Regions from separate parts of the Sus scrofa genome. Here region 1 is linked to region 2. A link is a contact called in public Hi-C data. All regions are on one chromosome and are shown on one strand. Each heading gives the region's core, a stretch centred on a gene start, on an enhancer-like site or on the middle of the called end of the contact. The rest is flanking DNA. Distances are from core to core; before and after follow the strand shown. Region 1 has its middle 210 kb from the start of FAM43A. Region 2 overlaps XXYLT1 (xyloside xylosyltransferase 1).

Evidence for each region. Hi-C and Micro-C count contacts between places; a contact is called where the count stands out from the background.
Region 1: a Hi-C map of liver shows a contact between it and region 2, with 2.6 times the contacts expected there. The contact joins two enhancer-like sites. A contact is called at or near these places in 3 of 47 Hi-C or Micro-C datasets (embryonic fibroblasts, fibroblasts and liver).

Annotation. Positions count from the first base shown.
Region 1 is chr13:131,872,743-131,878,092 of Sscrofa11.1, reverse strand. No RefSeq gene overlaps it. Among named protein-coding and RNA genes, the nearest start is that of FAM43A, 210 kb to the right of the region's middle. Within about 2 kb of position 2,077, at least 17 of the 83 cell types and tissues checked have an H3K27ac peak or open chromatin away from gene starts, as enhancers often do. A contact at or near this core is called in liver, where this site is marked.
Region 2 is chr13:132,090,402-132,095,478 of Sscrofa11.1, reverse strand. The region is part of intron 3 of XXYLT1 (xyloside xylosyltransferase 1); the gene reads left to right. Among named protein-coding and RNA genes, the nearest start is that of XXYLT1, 180 kb to the left of the region's middle. Within about 2 kb of position 1,823, at least 19 of the 83 cell types and tissues checked have an H3K27ac peak or open chromatin away from gene starts, as enhancers often do. A contact at or near this core is called in liver, where this site is marked.

The sequences.
Region 1 (5,350 bases), core at 828-3,327, 220 kb after region 2:
AATATCATCTAACAGAGACTATATTTGCTTTGTAGCAACCATTCTATACTCTAGAAGGGGAACATAAATTTTGGGTGATGTTTGCCATGTCTGCCACAGTTTTAGAGAGAGTAGATGGACAATGATGCTGATCAATTGATTCCAGCAAGGATTAAATCTTGAAACGTCTCCACAGAAGTAGTTCACAACCATTCTGAGCTAGGCAATATTGGGACTATGACCTTGGAAGGTTTAGAGTGTGAGATGGGGAGATTTGGGGTGTGGGCAGGAAGATACCTGAGGCGTCAGCTGAGGAGACTGGGGAATAAGAGCTGACCACTTCCTAGACTTTGACTGGGGCATGTGCTAGTTTGCCATATGAGGTGCAAGTTCTTCTACCTGGAATTAGAGATTCTTCATGATCTTGCCCTGAGAAACTTAACTAGGCGCCTTCCACTACTCCTCTGCTTATCCTCTATGCTTGGATTACATTGTACCCTGCCATCCTCCTTACAGACCAAATAGATATTCATTCATTCATCCTTTGTTAAACACTGCCACTCTCTAGGAAGGAGCACAAGAATGAATAAGTTGTCTTGTGCTCTGACTTTTTCAAAATGAGCCTCTGCTGGGAACTTGAAATGCTGATACCAGATAACTTCCTTCCTTGGGGAACTATCTCTTCATCGTCCTGCCTTTCTCTGAGTCAATACTTACTGTAGACTCTCTGGTCTGGTTCTGGCACCTACATGATGCAACAGCCTCTTCCACATCTTTCCCACAATAGCCATTTAGTGTTGGCTAGATGTATGCCAAGGTCAGAGGCTTCACTACCTCCTGAGACACCTGATAGAAAGAACTAAGCCCTGTTTCCCTTTGAGTGCTACCTTAGGGCCACAGAGTACAAATTGCCCCTTTGTCCACAGGGGAGATCTTCAAAGATTGATTGGGTCTTCCTTTTTGAAAGGCTTCTCACCAGACAGCATCTTCTTGCTCTGAGACCTCACTCGGATCCAGTTTTTTCAAGTACACATTAGAGGTCTTCCAGTTCCCTGGTCCCCAAATCACTTGCCCATTGCTGTCCTCATATGCATCTGTTCATGGATCCCTGACCATGTGCCAACTAATAGCAATGCATGGCATTAAACATAGGCTGACTCTATCAGATAAATCCAACATTGAGTAGGAGAAGACGGTGCAAGATGCCTTACAGAGACTTTGTCCTCCCTCTTTTGAGAAACTTCAGAACAATCTTGCACACATTTGGGCATATTCAGAGATGGGCTTGCAAAAAGTTAAATTAAGTGTTCTAGAAGTTTTAAATTTACTTTCTTCTCTTTTACTTATCAGTTTGAGCATTCTCCAAATGACATTCTTTTGGGGGGAAAATAGTCTGAAACTTCATGAAATATATGTTTAAGCTATAGTAGGTAATAAAAATATGGCATCTGCATAGTCAATTATAATTTCCATGAGAAGATGGGTGTGAGCAGAGTTCTAGAAGCCTTTTGCTTTGCCTTTGTGTCTCTCTTGAGTAATTTCCTCTCACATCCTTCTGTCCCTAGGCCTAGAAACCTGGTAAATAAGCAAGCCCCGGAGAAATCCAGAGAGCCAGCAACATCCTGGAAATTTGAGGCCATGAGGTTAAGCACAAAAATGCTCTCTTTCCAGGAAGGAATGATTGAATCAGAGCAATGACCTTGGCATCCAATTAGTCCTTGTCCAACTTTTCCCACTCTTTTCCTCTCTGCCCCCTCCCCTTGTGCCCTCAGCTGGGGAGAGGGGGCTGGGACTGCACCCAGCTCTCTTGCATAAGCCATTCCTGTCTTTGGCATGTGCCCCAGGACTTTCTGCATCCACAAAGCAGGGCTGAGTCAAGCTTCCTCTCCAGCTCCGAGAAGAATGCCTGTCAGGAAGCTCAATTATTTCGAGAATGTGAAATACAGTATTTTAATGGAGTCATTTTCCATGTCGCTGTAGAAAAAGGATGTTGCATTTGTTGTTGGTCTATCTGCAAATGAGTCTTATTCACACCAGAGAGCTTTCCTGATTTCGACACAACCAACTCTGGGTACTTTTCTCTGCCACCAAGAGATTTTGGCTGTGGCTTTCTCTCCACAGGTGCAGTGCACTGAGACGGGCTGTTGAAATGTAGGAGGTGTTCTTAGGAAAAGGGACTGACTTTGGAACTAATCCTGTGATTACAGTGCCAACCTTAAAGCAAAACATCAAGCAGGGCGTTGGCATTTATTTCTAGATACTGTGCCTGGTCCTAAAATGAAACCATGATGCTAGCAGCAGGGCAGGAGAAACCAGTGCCTCTTGTGCTATTTGGCTGCTAACCATATGGATAAATTTTCCAACATTTTACTTTTGGTTGATGTTCTTCCCATAATAAACACCAAACCAGTCAGTACCAATAGACGGTTTTTGGCAATAGAGTCAAATTCCATTAGTCAAATGCCTCACTTTTCTTTATTTAGGATGGTCTGTTGGAGCCTCTTCTTTGTTGGAATAGTTTTATATGTATCACAGTAAAGATGATGAAAATAAATAATTAAAATAACAAAGTTGAAAGTATAAGTCATATTGCTGGGCTACGGAGCTCCAAATGCTTCACTACTCTCACACACACACACACACACACACACACACACACAATCCTTGTGTAGCAGTCATTTTCCAGATAAAACTGAGCTACACAAACATACTTTGGGTATGTGTGATTTCACTTAAAACACGCGCCCTGGATCAGAGACCTATTGCAAAATCCAGTCAATTCAGGGAAATGAATAATCCTTACTCTTGGATCACTTTGAGAGGGTTCAGGCTTATTCAAAGCCAGAAAAAGAAATGTTTTTTAGAACCAAAGCTTCCTGTGCTGTGTGGAGCTCTAGTATGACTTCACTGAGGGGAAGTAAAGGCAGAGGAAGGGAATGTCCTGGGAAGAGGCCAAGTGACCAGACCAAGGCTTAGAGATCTCTGAGATGCACCTACGTAGGTCTGGCCTGCCCTGCTCAGCAGTTTGCCTGCCCCTCCCCCTGGGGGGCGGGGAGTGGAGGAGAGAAGGGCAAGTGTCCTTGTTTGGATGTATGTTTTGCGGATGAGGGATAGGTTGTTAACATTTTTTTGACTTTGAAAATGCTCTTGACTGCCTGCTGCACCAAACTTGCTTTACTAGCTTAGAAGACAAATATGACTACATCTGTTCGCAATGTTCCTGCCAACCACTGTTGCCACCCCCACAGCCAAATTCACGGGAAGTCCTGTCCCTTTCCTGGTAACAACCAGGAATTCTCAAGTGCTTTCAGAGTAGAAAGAAGGACAAACCACCAGGGTTCTGCCTGAGAAGATCCCTCTGCTCCTCCCCAGGCTTACATGCCCACCACCAATGAAAAGGTGCTGGGAGGGGGATGGAGTCTCTACACCTAGGGGAGAGCAAGGATCCATTGCTTTCCCAACCCTACACCCAAGTTTCCCGCCCAGGAGGAGGTTGGAAAAAAGGGGATAGAGCTACTCGGTTCTTTCCTGCTAGCTGGTCCCAGACCCAATCAGCTCAGGCCAAGTTTATAAACATGTGGCTCTTCCAAAGGATGAAGTCAAGGATGCTTTGGGGCTCTTCCTCCCAGGAGATTCCTTGACTCTCCAAGTTTACCAGCCCCTTCCTAGAGGAGGGCAGTGGGATGAAATCTCCACATCTGTGAATAATTCTAGGTTTAACCCCTCCCTACTGCCAAGTTGAATTATATGTCCATGGTACAAAGGTTTTGCAAGACACAAGGAGGCTGTGATATTTAATTGTGTCATTTGCTAGAGAGCTTGAGACTTGAGGCAGGAACTAGGAAGTCTCAACATGTATTCCTAAGAAGTCTACTTCCACCTGAGACGTCTGCCCCAAGTAGAGAAGACACCTGGTAGTAATAATAGTAGTTTTGGGATCTGCCCACTTAAGCATGTGGGACTAATTCAGAGTATATATAATCTAATTTTTAAATAGTGTATATAATTATTTTGAATTCAAATAAACTGTTCTGATTGCTATATTTTTCCCCTAACATCTTGTTTTAAGATTCTCAGTCCTACAGAAAATTTTCAAGAACAGTACAATGCCATACACTTATGATCTGTGTACTTTTCTGTAATACTTCAGTAAAAGAAGACTAAGACTAGCACAGTGAACACATATATATCCTTCAACTAGATTCACCAGCTTTAATGTTTTGCCTAATTTTATCTCTGTCTCTCTGCACACACACACATTCATTTATATATTAAAATATGTATGGGGTGTTCCTTGCTGGCTCAGTGGGTTGGCATCGTTACTGCTGTGACTCTGGTTGCTGCTGTGGCCCGGGTTCAATCCCTGGACTGGAATTTTCTGCACGCTGCAGGTGCAACCAAAAACCAAAATGTGTAAGTGTGCATATGTATATAGCTTTCAGGTTGTGAGAGTATATTGCAGACACCACAATTCTTCACTCCTTAATACTGTGTATCTGCAAATAGAATCTTCTCCTCCATAACCACATTCACTTTGAAGAAACTTAACAAGGATACAAAACTATTATCAGAGATGTAGTTATTATTCAAGTTCTCCCAATTGCCATTATAGCTGGATTTTAAAATATCTAGGATACACTAAAAACAAGCCCCACAACTTAAAAAAAATCTTTTAAGGCTGACATTTTTGAGGACTTTAGATTAGTTGTTTTGCAGACTTGAATGTTTTGAACTTTTCTGATTGTTTTCACGTGATTTATGTTAAGCATTTTTCAGCAGGGACAATATATAGATGATGTTGTTTGCTTCCATTGCATCTCATGAGGGGCAGCACAAGACACCTCTGTTCCTTTATAGGGGATCTTAAGGTTTGATTGTTCAGTTAAGGTAATGGCAGCCAGATTTCTCCTCTGTGATTACTATATATCTCAACTGAAAAGAGTATGTTGAGAGAACATTCTAAATAACTAAAAAATAATAATACTTTTAGCTACTGGCTAATGTAATGGTCTATTTTATCTCTTCTTTTCCCATTAGTTTCCTGATAGGATTCCGTGGCCATCCAAAACCCTGCTGAAAGGCACTGGTCCGTTTGTAGGGCTTCCTACCTTTGGAAACCAGCTGGTTGCTTGTCCACAATGACTCTCATTGGATGAAAGATCCTCACTCCCCTCATCAGTTCAAAGATGTTCTCTGACTAAACTCGGCCAGTCTGCCAGACTGGAGGGAGCCTCTGCTGACTTTTCCTATCTCTCTCTGGGAGGGAGCTGTCAGAAGGAATCTCTTTTTAAGGATCATACATGAACACAAATGATTCGATCAAAATAGAGCTCATCTTCCCCAACTAATCTCACAAACATGGGACAACATT
Region 2 (5,077 bases), core at 574-3,073:
AGGTGCTTTGTGGCCGCCCTACCGAGGCTGGGCATGGCTGGAACAGCTCCCAAACGCCTTCACAAACACCAGCCCCAGCCTTGGCTGCGTGGGGCCCAGCTGTTTTGAAAAGGCAGATTTTTGTCCTTACTCTTTGTTGGTGAAATATCCCCGTCTAGAAAAATTCACTTCAGTCAATGGAGACAGTCCTTCCTGCCTGCCAGGCACTGGGCTAGGCAGTGGGGATTCGGATATAAAAAAGACGCAGGCCCTGTGCGCCGAGGACTCCCAGCTGAATGGGACAGAGAGGCGCACAGAGTGATTATAGACACCACAGCCACGGATGTGACCAAGGCTGGGAGGCGGGAGGAGAGAAGTACACCGAGGACGCCGCCTCTGGGCTGGGTTTGAATGAAGAGACGTCTCTGGTAGACTTGGGGGGTAAGGACGCTGTGCCCAAGAGGAACAGCAGCACGGCGGGTGGTCATGGCAGGTGGCACATGCGGGGACTCCAGCAGCTCCGGGCTGGGTGTGCACACGGGGCAGGGCTGGGGAGCAGAGGAGGATGTGGTGGGGCAGGGGCTGGATCGTGGGGTCCACGTGTTGTGCCGAGGAGCTGCAGTTCCTTCTCTAGGCAGTGAGGGCGTGATGTCACCCTAATGTCAACGTAGACGACTCTGTAGACCTCTGCCTTCCAGGAGAGGGGTCACACCCCAACCCCATCCTAGCCAAATCATGCTGTCTTGTTATCTGGCTGGTCAAGATGCCGAGCTGTGACGCACTTCCATGTATGCGAACAGGTCGCACTTTCTGAGCAAAACCCCAAGCCGGTTGCTGACCCAAGATTCAGATATGAGTAGGAAACCAGCCCTGTCCACCTGTCCATCAGATGTCCATAGGCTAGGCGGGGAAGGGAGGATGAGTGGGGCTGGACCACTTGTTGTAGAGTGATTATAGCCTGTTGTATGAAGCAGTGGAAGCAAAAGCGATGGGGAGATTCATTCCAAATTCTCCTGGAACCTGCAAGTTCTAGATTCTACCAGACTTTTCTTCTGAACAGTTATTATGGTACTTTATTTAATCTGGCTTCGTTTTTTTGAGTGTAGATAGGGAGACTTTTTTTTGCCCCCCCTTTTCTGAGCCTAGTGATAAACAGATCCCAAATATTACACTTGAAAAACAATTTTTTCTTAAGAGCCTCTATACTGAACAGGATTTCAAATATAATTAGTGCATTTAATTCTTTATCTTGTAGTTCTGTCTTTGCTTAGTTTTACAGGGAAAGGGGCTTGTGGGCCAGTTTATTATTATTATTTTTAAATGGACTTTCCTTCTGACGACTTGGCACATGCAGACTGACAGTTCAATGGTGGCCTTGCTGGGGTGACAGGTGCTTCAACGGTGTGTGTGTGTGTATGCAGACTAGCCTCTGTGGTCGCAAGGCGGGGTGGTGATGGGGGCAGAGCACCGTCTGTCCAGCTACTGCCCTTAGTATCCCCACCCCTGCACCAGGGCCTGCTTCATACGTGTGAAATAGAACAGGTTTATCTCTTTAACTCTCTGCGGTTTATTGTTTCATCTCCCGGGAAGGGAGAAGGAGAGGAAAAAAAATAGTCCTCCTTTAGCAGAAAGCGGGTGTTGTTTGAGAGCCTGACCTCTGTCCCCTGTGTCCTCTGTTCTCTCGGAACATTCCACGTTAATTACACAGTCCACCACTGCCACGGCTTTTCCTTTGGCATCTGCAGCTTTGGAAACCAGATGGATTGTGATTGCAGAGCTGGAAGCAGTGAGAGAGAGAAAGCCACCGCCCTGCAGGGCCGACGGCCTGGAGGCAGCTTGGAGATGGGCAGCCTGAGGGAGAGGCCCAGGGTGGGGTCCCATGAGCTGCGGGTGTTGGGGCTACAGGCAGGAGTGACGCTGCAGGCAACAATCCCCTGCCAATTCTGTCACCAGACACCAGGGCTCCGGTGCTCAGATGCGAAGGGAAAGAATGCATCTTCCCTGGCACCTGGGCTCAGCAACCGGCCAGCCCAGCCCAGTGAGAGGGCAACTCCCAGGGCCTTGCCAAGGTTTGGGCGTGTGTGTGTGTGTGTGTGTGTGTGTGTGTGTGTGAGAATATCGGTAACAAAATCTGCCACATTAACGTTTGTGTAGTCATTGGCATTAATTCCATTCTCAGGGTTGTGCAACCATCACCACTATCTATTTCTGGAATATTTTCATAACCCCAAACAGAAACTCTGTACTGGTTAAGCAATAGCTCCTCACTCCCCTTCCCTCCGCCCCTCGGACCCTCTAGTCCACTTTCTGTCTCTGTGAATTTGCCTGTTCTAGGTGGTTCAGATGCGTGGACTCCCAATATTTGTCTCCTACGCCATTCTTTGTCACCTCCAGGCCCTGGAGCACCCTGTCTGTCCCTCCGCTGCCCCCATGCTGGGCTCCGGGCCTCTCGGTCCTTCCTCCTCATTCTTTGCTGAGGCTGTGCTCCCCACAGGGCCTTTCTTTTTTGAAATCGAAGTACAGCTGATTGACGATATTATATTAGGTTCAGGTGTCTGGCATAGTGATTCAGTATTTTTGCAGATTATACTCCATCATTGGCTATTACAAGATAATGGCTATAATTCCCTGTGCTGTGTACCATATCCTTGCTGCTGATCTCTCTTTCCCTGGGCCCTTTTTGATTCCCCTCAACCAGCCTGCTCTTTCTCTGTCTGGAACATTTGGTTTGAAGCGCCCTTTCAGGTCACGCAGACTGCTCTGTGGGAGCTTATCCGTGTAAGGGTCTTTTCTGCATCTGGGCTCCCCCGATGAACCAGGAGCCCCTGGAGGGGGCGGCAGGACTGGGCAGCGTGGATCTCGGGGCTGTGCTTGTCTAGGTGGGATGTTCCTTGGGGGTTTGTCCCCTGAGGTGTGGTGAGGATGGTATCATTAGAGGGGCTCTGCCTGCCTTTGAACCCAGGCTTCACTTACTCGGTGAGTGGCTTTGCTAAATTCCTTAATGTCTGTAAGGTGCAGGTTCCTCACCTATAAAATGAAGATAATAATAGTGCCTAAGTCACAAGCTCACGACGAGTAAATGAATTCAAGTTAGTGAAGCACCTAGAACATGCTGACATGCGCTGTGTCATACGTGTTGGCCATGATTGTTGTCACCTACGTCACAAAGTCATGAGGAGAAAGTGAGATCATTCATATAAGTTGTTTTAAAAGCGGCTGGCATCTAAAAAGCATTTAGTAAATGTCAGGGACCATTTTGTGTGTGTGCGCATGCGTGCAAGTCTATGTGTATATGTATTTTTACACCAAAGCCAGCTTAGCTCTGAGACCCATCCCGGGGGCTGCCTCTAACTTGAAGTTGCCACTCTTCTGATAAAAGGGGATTGAACCACCTCGGGGGCAGATAAAAACACACCTGCCAGCATCTCCTGTTCTTTTGAAGACAAGAACAGAGAACATGGAAGCGCCAGAAGGTGGATGCTAAGGGAAGGGCTCAGGAGTGTGGTGAGGTGTCAATCAGTACAGCCTCAACCAGGAGGTGTCATCCGAGTTCATAGCAGTCTTAGCCTTTTAGCCTTAAAAAAAATTTTTTTGGAAACAAATCATGCGAATTTGCATTCCTTCTAAACCTCAGGCAAAAGATCCTCACACTCCATCTCCGTTTGGAAGACCGAGTGGGCTTTACCATTCATGCGAGTGCATATAGTTTCAATCAAGCATCTCATTTCTTTAAACCCACAAAAGAAAAGTTATCTTCGGTGGAAACCAAGCTTTAAAAACTGTCTCTGCGCTCTGATTTTAATTGCCGGTTAAGAGAGACCTAAACCCTGCTTGTTAAATAGCTGTGTGAGTTGTTAGCAGGGCATGGAGGAGGGCTGGGGTTAGAAATGGCCTCCTTGCAAATTTCTCTCTCTTCCCGAAGAAAAGAGGACACAGAACTAGCTGGGAAATTGAACCTCAGCTTCCCCAAGGCAGAAGAAACGTGTGTGTACATGTGTGCATGTACACGTGTGTGCATGTATGTTGGGGGGGGCACTCTGGGAACAGAGCATGGTTTCCGGGGCTCACAGGGCCACGTGTGTCCCTTCGCACTGGATGTGGGCTGGTACCATGCCAGGGGGATCCTCCAGTCCCAGCAGGTACCCTCTACAACTATGTTGAAATGACATGATTTTTTCTTTTTCTAAATTGAAGTATGGTTGTTTTACAATATCATCTTTGTTTCGGGTGTACAGCATACTTTTCAGATTCTTTTCCATTACAGGTTATTACGAGATAGTGAATATAGCTCCCCATGCTTTACAGTAAATCCCTATCACCTATCCATTTTATTTAGAGTAGTTTGTATCTGTTAATCCCATACCCTTAATGTATTCCTCCTTCCCCTCCCTTTCCCCTTTGGTAATCATACATTTTCTATGTCTAGGAGTCTCTCATTTTTTTTTTCATTTTTTAAATTAGTTGATTTACAGTATTGTGCCAATTTCTGTTGTACAGCACAGACCCCCAGTCATACATAAATATACGCAGTCTCTTCTGTTATCTTCCATCATGTACTATCACAAGAGACTGGATATAGTTCCCTGTGCTGTACAGCGGGACCTCATTGCTTATCCATTCTAAATGTAATAGTTTGCATCTACTAACCCCAAATTCCCCATCCATCACACTCCTTCTCTCTTCCTCCTTGGCAACCACAAGTCTGTTGTGTCTGTGAATCTGCTTCTGTTTTATAGATAGGCTCACGTGTGCCACATTTTAGATTCCACATATAAGTGATGTCATACAATATGTCTTTCTCTGACTTATTTTACTTAGTATGATAATCTCTAGGTCCATCCATGTTGCTGCAAATGGCGGTATTCTTTTTATGGCTGAGTAATAGTTCATTGCATATCTACCACATCTTCTTAAGCAAGTTGTTGATGGACACTTCGAGTTGTTTCCATGTCTTGCCTATTTAAATAATGCAGCTGTGAACTTCGGGGTGCAAGTATCTTTTTGAATTAGTTTTCATCTTTTCCACATATATATGCCCAGGAGTGGGACTGCTGGCTCATAGGGTAGCTCTCTGATTAGTTTTTTCAAGGAATCTGCA